2 separate regions of the Mus musculus genome follow, and region 1 is linked to region 2. The links are chromatin contacts, called in public Hi-C maps. All regions are on one chromosome and are shown on one strand. Each heading gives the region's core, a stretch centred on a gene start, on an enhancer-like site or on the middle of the called end of the contact. The rest is flanking DNA. Distances are from core to core; before and after follow the strand shown.

What was found. Hi-C and Micro-C count contacts between places; a contact is called where the count stands out from the background.
Region 1: a Hi-C map of liver shows a contact between it and region 2, with 2.4 times the contacts expected there. The contact joins two enhancer-like sites. A contact is called at or near these places in 2 of 484 Hi-C or Micro-C datasets (both in liver) and 2 of 115 datasets of contacts at active chromatin or transcription factors (the NIH/3T3 cell line and heart atrium).

The regions. Positions count from the first base shown.
Region 1 is chr2:65,217,743-65,224,352 of GRCm38.p6, forward strand. The region is part of intron 1 of Cobll1 (Cobl-like 1); the gene reads right to left. Among named protein-coding and RNA genes, the nearest start is that of Gm13594, 13 kb to the right of the region's middle. Within about 2 kb of position 3,034, at least 32 of the 459 cell types and tissues checked have an H3K27ac peak or open chromatin away from gene starts, as enhancers often do. A contact at or near this core is called in liver, where this site is marked.
Region 2 is chr2:65,005,178-65,011,291 of GRCm38.p6, forward strand. All of the region lies in intron 2 of Grb14 (growth factor receptor bound protein 14), which reads right to left. Among named protein-coding and RNA genes, the nearest start is that of Grb14, 15 kb to the right of the region's middle. Within about 2 kb of position 2,329, at least 30 of the 459 cell types and tissues checked have an H3K27ac peak or open chromatin away from gene starts, as enhancers often do. A contact at or near this core is called in liver, where this site is marked.

The DNA.
Region 1 (6,610 bases), core at 1,784-4,283, 210 kb after region 2:
TTTAATATAGACATGGTGTACTCTTACTATCTCTACATCTTACCAGGTAAAGCCTTTTCTAATGATTGCCACGGGCTAGAAAAAAATTGTGCTTACAGAGAATGACATTCCGTGAATTAATGAGCTACCAAACAGCCTGCTTTTACACTTGAGAAACCATGAGCCCAAGCCAAATACCAACTACTGACTTTCTGAGCAAAAAACACTGAGAGCTGAGGCTGGGGAGAGAGCTAGTCCTGGACATGTCCATGGAGGGTCTGCCTTAGGAACAGTGCGACCTTACTTTGGTCCTCAGAAACCATGTGAAAAGCCTGTCACAGTGGCAAGGACTCTTGGTGGACACAGGGTTCTGTGGCCAGACAGCCTAGCGTATCTGGGTACAGCCTGCCCAGTGAGGGAGGCCCTGTCGAAAAACAAAATGGGGGGGGGGGGATTGGAAGTGTGCAGGTTAAGCCAATCTTGCATGTGTCACATGATATGATAGATACTCAAAAATGTTAACCGCTCAGCTATAGACATGTTACATGAAGGTGTCCCCAAGGAGTTATTACTCTCCTTAAGTCTTCTCTCTATGCATCGCTCCGTCAACTGCTTACTGTGTGTCTTGTCGCTCTACAAACATCAGTCCCAGGTTTAAGGCACTAAAGATGCCTTGCCCAAGTGTCTTCAGATGAAGAACAACCTCCATGGCCGCCTGGCCAACTGGCAGCTTGGCCCGTGTCTGCTGAGCCAGCCCGCCTGGCAAGGAGAATTAAGTGCCAAAGTTAACTGCCCTTTGCTGCCATGGCAATGATCCTCACTCCTCCTGGGTTACGAAATCTTCCCTGCAGGAATTTTCCCTTTGGCACCTTAGTAGCCCTTGCAGTCCGTGCTCCTTGGTAAGGACAGCTTTCTCCACACTTGCCTTTAAAAGTTCTGGCCAAGAAAGGCAGGTTTCATACCGCCTCTCCCAGAGTCCACTGAAGACCAAGCTGGAAAATTCTGACCAGCGAGGAAGAGAATACATACATTCACACAGTGGACCTTCCTGTGTACTGTCTCAGAAGGCCCAGAGACCTTACAGACCAGATACACGATGACATTCACAATGGGAAAATTAAAAACTATTTGATTAACTGCATCTCGAATACTTGGGATGTTCCTTATATTAGCCAGGTATTGCATGATCTCAGAGGTTGTTTAAAGATATATATACACACATATACATGTATATGTATGTATGTATGTATATATATATATATATATATATATATATATATATATATATGTCAGTATGTGTGTGAGCGCAGGCATGTGCACACTACAGCACAACTTAAGGTCAGAAGACAACTCTCTCATGTGGGTTCTCTCCTACCACCTTGGGGTCTAGGGATGGAACTCAGGTTGTCATACCTGAGTACAAGCAACTCTACCCTGTAAGTAATCTGCCAGCCAAAGGTGTAATATTATTAAAAGACAGACTCACCTTTTCCCCTAGGCCAACATGATCTTGTTCTATGAATATATTTTCCAAGTCTTATAGTAATATTGTCAATGGACTTCCTGCTAATGCCCAGCCCAGTATCTGATAAAGGTGGTTTTCAGCAAATACTAATACATGTTACTGTTAAAACGTTAAATGTTGATTAGAGTAGAAAGCTGAACCCACATCTTTTCTAACGAACCCTCTCCCTTTCAACTCCATTCCTAGTCAGAGACCCAGCTTCTTGGCCTTTTAAAAAAGCCTGAGCGGTCCCAACCCTTTCACGCTCCTATACCCCAGGGTCAGGTGTTCACATTCTACAAAGTACTGCTGAGAAGCCCAGAGCTAAGCTGTACTGATACAATGCACACATCTGAGCAGGGCTGGTGGCACAACTCTGAAATCCCTGTACGCAAAAGGCAAGTCCAAGGCCCGCCTGAACTGCACAGTGGGAGGGAACTGCTTTCAAAAATCTCTAAAGCTAGCAAACCATCACAGAAGAAGCGATACCCATGACCCGTGGCAATTGCATGCAGTCGGACCTCAGTTCAAGTTCACCCAATGGCTAACTGCCTCTTTTTCCCCAAAGAATCTGGCACCTCACCCCAATGACAATGACAACCCCAATGACAAACACTAAAGGCGCAATTGTCTAGTTTTCAGTTTCTAGCAGTGGAATTAAACCTGTGCGGTTGGTTCCTTCTCAGTACCAGACTTGGAAATTGGTCCTCTCCGGATGCTAAAGCTTACATACCTTTCAGTTAATGATTTCACTGGGAACAGTTCAAAGGCTCAAAAGGTGAAAGGTTAAACCTAACACCAAACCACATAAGGCTACTCCCAGAACTTGCTAGGCAGACATTTCAAAAAGAATGTTAACTAACAACTTAGAGCATAAACTTAGAGAAAACATGAATGCAATACATGTAGTCGGAAAATACAATGCTCACTAAACAATCTAGAAGCATGCATTCTACCTACAATGTTACGTGCGCTACTTTGGAAACATTGTGGACTTTAAGGTTTACACCAGTGCTCTGATAAATGAATTTGTAAAATGTTGCTGACTGGACGTCCACCAGGGTCCTACTCAATGCACATTGCGGTATCCCCAGGACCCAGTAAGAGAAGAAAACTGCTTAACCCAACTTTCTCCAGAGTACTGGACCACTGGGGTTTTGTTGCATAAAATATGAAAATTTGTAAGATCATAATGCATCAGGGAGATGTTAAAATGCCAATTATTTGCATTATTATCTCCACAGGGCAAAACTGTTTTTTAAAGTCATGAATTCTTTCAATATTCTGTATTAAGCGTGTTAATTTTACAGTGAAAAATTATTTAAGAAAAATAAACATTTTAGAAAGTGTTTTGCCCCATTTTAAGGTTGCTTCTGCTACACTCTGGCCTTGCTGAACATAGAGCAATTCTTAAGACACAGATAGATTCCTAGAACATTGAGGCTTGGCTTTCAGACCTGCCACTGCCTGGTCTTGTGACTCTGCACAGTAAAAGCTCAAGATAACTCTGGAACAAGCAGTGGATGTCAGCTGGATGCTGCTGCTGAGCCCAGAAGAGTACGTCACAGTGCTCACATGCCAACAGGCATTGGCCACTCCTGTGACCAGATCCAGGCAAGTCAACACCACTGTCTTTTTTGTTGTTTTGGTGGTGGTGGTGGTGGTGGCTTGGCTTGGTTTTGGGCTTGGGACAGGCTCTCACTAGGTAGCCCTAGTTGACCCAAAACTCATTATATAATAATAACTCAAAGAGATCTATCTGCCTCTGTCTTCCAAGTGTTGGAATTAAAAGTATGTGTGAGACCATGCCCAGTATAACCAGAGTTATATTTGTACCTTTTAAATGTAGAAGTCTAACTCCAAAAATAATCATTTGGGGAAATTATATTACTTAAATTTTTTTAAAAAAAATATTGGTTTGACTCTGCAGCTGTCAAAGTCTCTGCCATTTGGCAAATTACCTTGTAAAACACACTGATTATTGTCAGCTTATAAGAAGCATCCTATTTCTTTGAAATCTCTTAAGTGCTAAGCTTATGCCTAGGTGTAACCAGAACAGACCAATACCATCTACTATGGAAAAGCAGATATGGGGTCAAGAAATTTTGAAGGAGACTATATATGTGTGTGTGTGTGTGTGTGTGTGTGTGTGTGTGTGTGTGTATGTATGTGTGTGTGTGTGTATATATATATGTGTGTGTGTGTGTGTGTGTGTATGTGTGTATGTATGTATGTGTGTGTGTGTGTGTGTGTATATATATATATATATATATATATATACACATATATATATATGGTATATGGGAGCTTCTTTCAACTTAAAACTGTCTAGGACTACATACAACTCAGTGGTAGGCAGTTGTTACCTAGCATGCACAAGGTCCTGGGTTCAATTTCTGGCACATATTTTTGTTAAAACAAACATAAAACCACCTTTAAAATCCAAGTTAATATAAGAATGCACTGCCATTACCTTCACTATAAGTCTACACAACCAAGAGTCACCTGGAAAGGTGAAATCTCCCTGAATTTGCCTCAGTCAGCCTGGTCTGTGGACATGTCTGTGGGGCACTGTCTCTGATGATGTCAGAAGGTCCAGCCCACCATGACAGCACCATCTGTAGAGCAAAGCTAGCAGAAGGTAGACCTGGAAGGGAGCCAGTAAGCAGCATTCCTCCACTGACTTCAGTCCCTTCTAGAGCTCCTGCCTTGACTTCCTCAAGGACGGACTGTGACCTGGAAGTATAAGCCAAATACCATTTCCTCTCTAAGATGCTTTGGGTCCGAGTGTTTTATCACAGCCAACAGGAAGAAAACCAGGAGACCCATCTAACCATATTTGCCCCAAATAAAGGCTCTCCAACGCAGTTTGTAAACCCAGGGCCTTGTGTGTAGGAGTCCAACAATCTGTCATCCAACACATCCCCCCTCAGACAGCGTCTCTGTAACTGTCCAGACTTGCCTGAGGCTTGCATTCTCCTTCTGAAGCCACTCAGGAGCCAGCATGCCAGGTGTGCACCACTGCACCTGGCACAATGAAGGTTTTTGATCAAGGGTGGACAAAGAGTCACAGCTTTAATGACCCAAGACTAGCACTGTGCCTGCTCCCCACAAACACTAAACAGTGCACCCACCGCCATCATCTCAGAGAGCCAAGACGGAGGAGTTCCTGGGACTCTTTGTGCTTATCCGTAGCAACTAAAGTCAGACTCTAGACTGATGCACAATTTTACAGCATTTGCAGGGCACCATGCTTCAACGTCTTGTTTAGGCTAGGTGGGAGATCTGTTTGTAAAAGGGAATGTTCTCTCCGGCGTTTGACCTGTGGTCACAATGGTGGCGAGCTCTTACTTCCCTCGAATACAGGTGTGGCTGAGTACAGCTCCCCCACAGACAACGTGCAGTCACTGCCTACGTCTCACCAAAGTCAAAGAAAGGCACTTTCAGGTGTTCCCATCAGATGCAGGCGGAAATGGGCTCCCAGAAAGGCCTGGGGGAATGATTTGAAGTATGGTGGTCCGGCCATTAGCTGGAGAGCACATTCCTAATCTAATAGGGGGCGGGGCAGAGGTTATGGCTCTCCCTGTGAACCAGCCAAGTGGCATCTACCTGGAATGGATACTAAGGAAGCTTCATCAAATCCCATCCTCTACTTCCTGGGAAAGTTAAATGACAAGTGGGTGTCCCTGTCCCTCTTGGGTTTCTTGTGAGTTGCCGTAGTAAAGATAGCAATATTACATTGGGCTGCTTTCGAGTAACTGTGGGTGGCTATTTGAAATTTACTGTACACGGCGCAGGCCTGGTACCTGCCAGTCTTATTCCCTGTTTGATTCTGTGGTACTAGACTCTTCTACCACTCGACTTTTCTACTTGGTCACAGAGTGTCCAAGCCAACAAGCAATGCAGAGAGACTCAGCACCTGGTCTTCTGCCCAAGCTCACCCTCCAACAGCAGCCTGCCAAGTGCCATCTGATTTCTGGATGGACCAGTTTCCTTTGAAACCAAAACGAATGCTGTTAAATGCCAGAGAGCCAAGCGTGCTGGCTCGGTCCATCAGAGAATTGTAAGTAGGCTGAAAGCTCTGGATAAAGAGAATGTGACTCATTATTAAATGCTCCAAGCTCGGCTCCGAGGGATCACCTGCCCTTGTGTCATCATTTCACAAAGGACTTGTTGTTTTGTTTTAATTAAATTTGCTCACTGATGATTCCACACATGTATATAATGCACTCAGATGAATGTCATCCCCCACAGCCAGCCTCATGCCCTTGCCTCTCGACACCTTCCTTACCTCCCTGCAGGTCCCTCAAAGGTTTACTGTTCTGTCCTTGTTGATTTTAAAGATAAAGTCTGACTTAGGAATTCATCTTATTTTAGGGGACTATAAAATGCCAACATATTGTCAAAATATCCTTGGATAAAGGGGAAAAAAACCACAAACATTTCTATAAAAGTTTACAATTTTACATCCATTTTGGTAAAGAAAACAAAACACTCAGCAGCACTTACATCTTTGAGAGGAAAAAAAATTCAAAACTATCAGAGAAAAAGATGTGTTCTCTAGGTGATTATTTTTGGCAGCCTGGGAAATATAGGTTTTGTTGTTTGAGACAGAGTCTCATCATGTAGTCCAGGGTAGCTGGACCTTCAGATCCCCCTGCCTAGGCCTTGAAAATTCTGGATTACAAGTGTGCTGGAATCATAGGTCTGAACCATGCCTGACACACTTAATTTCCTACCCCCGAGTCTCTTGTTTTTAGAACTAGGACAAACAACCCATTCATAATTTTATCTTACGCTTCAATCTGTTGTTGTTTGTGTCAACAGGCCAATTCCTCTGCTAACAGGAATCCTGCACCAAAATGCCAAGGCCGCTGACAATCCAGACTTTCCAGCCTTGACACAAGTTAGGAATGACGAGGTGCTGCTTGCCTGCTTGTGTGGACTCAACAATTACCTCACTTTCAAACCCCTCCAATCTGACTTATAAATCAAACGCTCTTTCCTGTCCCTATTCAAACAGGAATGTTAACCCTGTAAATAAGAACAGCGTCTCTAGGTCCTGTTATGCTTGGCCCATAGCAACGGCACTAAAAATTGTCACCTGTGGTGTTAAAGATTATAGTT
Region 2 (6,114 bases), core at 1,079-3,578:
GGACCTAGACTGTAGTGTCCAGGTACAATGTTAGTGTCCAGAAATGCATTGATGTCAAAGGCAAACATGACTCCTATAACCTGGGAATGCTTCCCAGATCATGGGATAGTGGTAAGTAAATAGAATGATAGTGCTGTGAAATTGACCAGGTAGATTGTCTCCAAACACAGTAGCTCAGAATAGTCTATCAAGGAAAGAGAAAACTCTGAGCTGACACTTCAAAGATATGCACTTCAAAGTAGCTATTTAAAGATTAAGGAGTAGAGGGACACAGGAAGGCAAAGCATCAACTTTATGAGAAGCCTTGACCCTTGTCCGATGTGTCAAGGTGTGGTTGAATTTCTTTATTTTCTTTATTTATCAGAAAAGTTGTGCAGTAGAGAACTAAAGATGTTCAGTGTGGTCAAAGCATGCGATATAAATAAGGGGAAAATGACATGATAGAAAAACATAGATAATTCACAAAGAAGAGAACTAAGTAACAGAATTAGAGAATGGGGCCAACCACCTAGCATCTTAGGGACCTCACTGACACGAGTATGTGGACAGAGATGAAGGATCCATGAAATGGTTCTAAGAAAGAAATGTTATAGCTGGAGTTGCTTTCAAAATTATTATTTCTATAAGGAAACGTGGTGGTGATGAAAGAACGTTTTCAAAGTTCTGGGAAAAGATGAGAGGCAAATTACTTTAATATATGGTATGGTAATGCTAGTATGAGAGGGTACTCTTTTGAAAAATAACAATTGAATAATGATGTGTTAAAGGCCTTTGCATGCTAATTCAAATGTTAGCATGGCTAGATGAAAATACATTTATGATATAGAAATTTAATGTTCTCAGGTAAGACACACAAAAGTACAAAAGTGGACAGCATTCTATATCCTAAGAGACACTGTAATGTAAGCCCACTTCAGCCAAATCACAATTACTGAGAAAAGGCCATCATAATGCTTACACTTGTCAACAGGGTATACCACTAAGGTGCTATGAGTGACTCTCACTTTACTGAGAGCCATTTTACTGTCAATGTAAACATAAGGCAAAAACAATGTTTCTAATGCAACAAAACCCAATAGCCTCAATACTAATGATACAGGTATTGATAAAATTAAAAAACAAAAATCTGGAGGAAGAACTTTGGTCAGAAAAGAAATGGGAAGAAAGAGATGGAGGTTAGGTACGGGCCCTTCATAGAACTGGAAGCAAAGAACTTTGCAAATGTCTCTACCAGAACTCCCCAACGTGAAAGAGAGACTAGTTGTACAGCCCTTAGCATCTCAGAGAAAGTAATATTACTAAGCTACTTAATTTGTGCTTGAAAATCCACGTTAACTGTTGTTTTCTCAAATACATCCCCAAATAAAAAATTTCTTCTTCATATTTTTAATTAAAATGAATTTAATAATCCAGGCCATGTGTAGTAAGTGCATGCCTTTAATTCCAGCATTTGGGAGGAAACAGCAAACAGATCTCTGTGAGTTCAGGCCAGCCAGGGCTATACAGTGATTTCTCATCTTCAAAACTCTGCATCATCACCAAAGACTTCTCCATGGTTACCATGCAGCTTTTTCTCATGTGACAACCCTCCCTCAAGTGTCTCACGTGAGCACACAGGGCCCTTCACAAGTCCTAATGAAGGATGTTCTCTCAAATTTTCTCAGACTGACAGAACATAAAACCCATACCAGTTGCTGGCACCATAAACATTTCTTTCTTTTAGTTTTCTTTAAACCATGCATTTCAGAGCTAAGGAGACAGCTCAGTTAGCTAAGTGCCTGAGCGGAAAGTTTCAGGACCTGAGTTTGACTCCAAGGAACCCACATAAAAAAAGCTGTAGCTAGCAGCAGCACACACCTCAAATCCAAGCATTGGAGACAGGAAGATTCCTGGGGCTCAATGGCCACCTAACCTGGTTTAATCAGAAAGCTCTAGGCTCCATAAGAGATCCTATCTCAAAAGCAGTAAGATAGGAAGGATTGAGGAAAACACCCAGAATCAACATCTGATCTCATATACAAATGCACACGCACTTACAAACCAATCTTCAAATGATCCTCCAAGATCACAGGACTTGGTGGCTAAGGTCATGTTGAAGGGATTTGGTGCCTCCTCTTCATCTTTCTCAATTAAATTGTCAGCACGTATTCTGCACTCCACACTCAATGTTGACCCAAATATCTTCCACTATTAAGTCATTTTTCTCTGAACCTTGCTCGTATCTTTCCCAAGTTGCAGACGTGGTTTTGTAAAAGGAGCCCTTATGCTTTGGGGACAAAGGCAGGTTCAGCCTAAATGAGGTCATCAAGTTCCCAGTGCCCTAAGAGTCCAAGCCAATGACCAACTGAGTGTTCCAGCTGATCTTAATTTCCTTGGCATAGCACAGTCAGAGTACTGTAATATAATGCAAAATGGCTCCAAAGAGAAACCAGACACTGACCAGAGTCTTGCCAAAACACAGTTAAATAATACCAAAGTGGCCCTTTCATCTGAATACTGAGCCTCTCATGCCCGTGTCACCCTCCCCAAGAATGAAAGTAATCTTCCACTGTGAATGTGGGCTGGCTGAAAAACCATACCAGACTCAGCCCCAAAGAGGAGATGAGCTTTTTAATTGGCACATGTGTGCTGGGAAGGATGAAAATGCTGACAAGGAGACCAGGAGACAAAGAACAGGACTCACTGGGAGCAAGGGTGATCCAAATTTAGAATATGCTTATAGTGCTAAAACAATACTCAAATGTTTATCCTGCCCAGGATCTCTTTCAACAACTTTCAATCGCAGAACCTTCCCTGAAAAAGAAGTAGCTTTAATGTTTCTAAGTTTCTTTGTAAATTAAATCGTTTATATTAGATTATCAGTAGGCTCTCAGGTAGACTCTCACTTGCATCAAGAAATCAACAATTCTGTTTCTTCCTCATTGCTTTATTCTTATTTATTATTTATTTATTAAGCCAAAATTTCTTGAGAGCCTGCTACAAACCAGACATATTTTTACCTTCTAGGAACTGAGTAAAGAAAATTTAACACAAGGGGTTAAAACCACACTGACCTTGTAAAATGGCTGACATTTTAGCCCCCACTTAGGGCAGTTCCCTACCACCTGTAATTCGAATTCCAAGGGATCCAATGTTTTCTTTTGTATTCCATGAGTAACCTGCCCTCCATACACACATACACATATAATTACAAATAAAGTAAACTTTAAAATATTACTACAAAAGAATCTCTGCCTTCACTGAGCTTCTGTTCTACTGAGTAAATGCAATGAGCAAACACATGTGAACAAAGAGAACTGGGTGATAATATGTACTAGGGAGAAAGATTAAGCTCAGTAAACACAACAGTTTGGATCTTGAATGTCTCCCAAAGGCTGGTGGATTAAAATCTTGGTCCCCAACACATGACATCATTGAAAAGTGGCAGCAGAAACCTTGAGAGGTGAGAACTGGGAGGAGGGAACGAGCTGAGGACTTTGAAGTGGATACTAGCATAGGAGCCTTTCACCTTTCTGTGCAACTTCATGTCAACCTAGAGGTGGATGGCACGGCTCCATCATGCACTCCCCGCTGTGATGTGCTGACTCCCACAGACACAAGGACATGATGTCAAAAGAAACCTTCCTAACTGTAACCCAAAGCCTTTTTAATTCTTAAGTTAATTATCAGGTGTACTGTTACAGTAATAAGATCTTTGTGATGTAAAGGAGGAAAGAGAATGGTGAAGTCATTAATGACAGTGTTAACCTTTAAGTCTGAGATCAAAATCATTTGCTATCAATCAACTACAAACTAATCAGGGCCTCCTAAATATATACTAACTAGATTGAAACAGATATGTCATCCAATCAGGTTAACTCACTTTCTTATTTTCTAGATATTTCATTAACACAACTTTAATGACTTATAGTCTTTTACATAAATACAGATTTATTCAAACCAATATTCATAAAAAATGTGTGATAATTGTATCACACATTGGCCAAACCAATGCATTCATAAGGCTCTTGCATAAATTTTTTCCAACCTGTTATTTTCATAAAATGCTTTGATTTGTTTTAAATATATTTTCTTCAGAAGCTTAAAACCTCAGATTTAATTTGTTCAATTTGAGGAAAATGGAGACCACAAGAGGTAGTGTATGACTGTAACCATGGCAATAAGGTAAGAGTAGGGTCAGAACTCTGAGGCCAGCCTGGGTGAAAGAGTTCTGGTTTCCCTGTTGAGAAAGACAGAGACAGAGACACAAAGACAGAAAGACAGAGGGACAGAGGGACAGTGGGACACAGAGATTTAGAAGTCAGTCCCCTCTCAGATAAAATTCAATTTTCCTGTTCACTTATACAGTGTTATATCATTCTGAGTCAAAAAAATTTTTTAATTAGACAATAAATTATTGGTTAGGCTGAATAATAGAAATGTCTAAAAAGAGTCAAAATTTAAAATAGCACAAGACCATCAATTATGGTGGTTCCTGCTTGCATTTCCAGCATTTAGAAGATGCAGTAAGGAGTGTCATGAGTTCAAAGTCATGGCTACATATAAGGTCTGAGCACACCCTTTAAAAAACATGAGAATATACTCATCCTTTATTCCAAACTTAAAAATAATCGTGGTAAGGGGGTAAGGTGTCTGCAGGTTATGTTGAACTCCTACAAAGTGCAGAGACCTGCTCTATGAAATTAGAAATGTCTGAATTAAATATCAATCTAGTCATGGTAAATTTTTCTTATGTTGTTGATGAAAGCAAACAATGTATTCTGCAAAAATTAGCCCGCATGCTAGCATGTTACTGTTTAAAGAGCAGAGCATATTGAAATATTCTGTGATGAAACACGATGCTAGCTGAGCAGAGTTAGAATAAACAGTTCATAATACAATTCATTAGTGTATTGTTAATCACAATGTTGAACTGCACACAAAATTTGAAAGAAGTCATCCATAAATTTTATCCTTGGTTTTTAACCAATTTATTCTAAAAACCTAGTACTTACAGGGAAAAAAACTGTTGTTTTAGAAGAATAAATCACTAACTGTATTGGATGCTGGCAACCACCCAAACCTGATCTATTCAAGACCGAAGTTCTCAGATTCCCAGTAGCAGCCAGTAAGGCTTTGTGGCTAAGACTTCCTTCCTTGCCACTTCACTCCACTAAAGGGAACTACTATGTCCAAAGCCAGGCATTTCCTAAGCAGCCCAGCTGCTTTGCCTCAGTTCTCAACAATTCTTCAGGTTCTACCTGGCTCCGGAGTATCTAAGGAATGGGTTGACGGCTTTGTTGCAACTGCATCATAGCCTGACTTTCCTTGGTAGCCATTCCCACTGGGACTGGCCTAGTTTGCTTCCAAATGCTGAGATAACACACTAACAGAAAGCAACTCTCTGAACAAAGAGCTTATTTTAGCTTATAAACTATGGTCAATCATCCAGAAAGGCCAAGGCAGGATCCTGAAGTAGAAACCGCAGGCAAGTATTGCTCTTACTGACTTCTTCAGCTTGCTTTCCTACACAGCCAAGGACTACCTACCCAAGGGGGAGGCAATGCTTACAGTGGGTTGAGCCCTCCAACATCAATCAACAATCAAGAAAATAATCCCACAGACGAGTCCAAAACCCGTCTGATGCAAGCCATTCCTCAGATAAGGTGCCCTCTTCACAACTGACTCGAGTTTGTGTCAAGTTGGCAATACCCTCAAGGATTTTATACCCCAAGACAAGGAGCGAAGTAGAGAGGCAGTTGTGAGCATGGTAAATTCTAAGGGAGGTAAGGTTTAGATAAATGTATTGTATAGAGATGTAGACCTGGAAACAGATTCCCTCAAATCTCTGAGTTCTCCCCACTCTGGCAAAATATTGGCATGTATCTAAGGGGTCTGTGCTTTCTCTCACATAAACTCCGATCTACATAAGTCACTAGTGATACTAAAACTCAATAATTAATTACTCAGGAGGTAGAACCAAGCGTATCTCTGAGAGCTTGGGGTCTGCCTGTTCTAACAGAACAAAGTCTAGACTGACTAGAACGACACAGCAAGACCCCATCTCAAAACTCCATAGAAAAGTAAACAATTGAGTGGAATATTTGCTAGTGTCTTCACCTCAGGCTAAGAGAA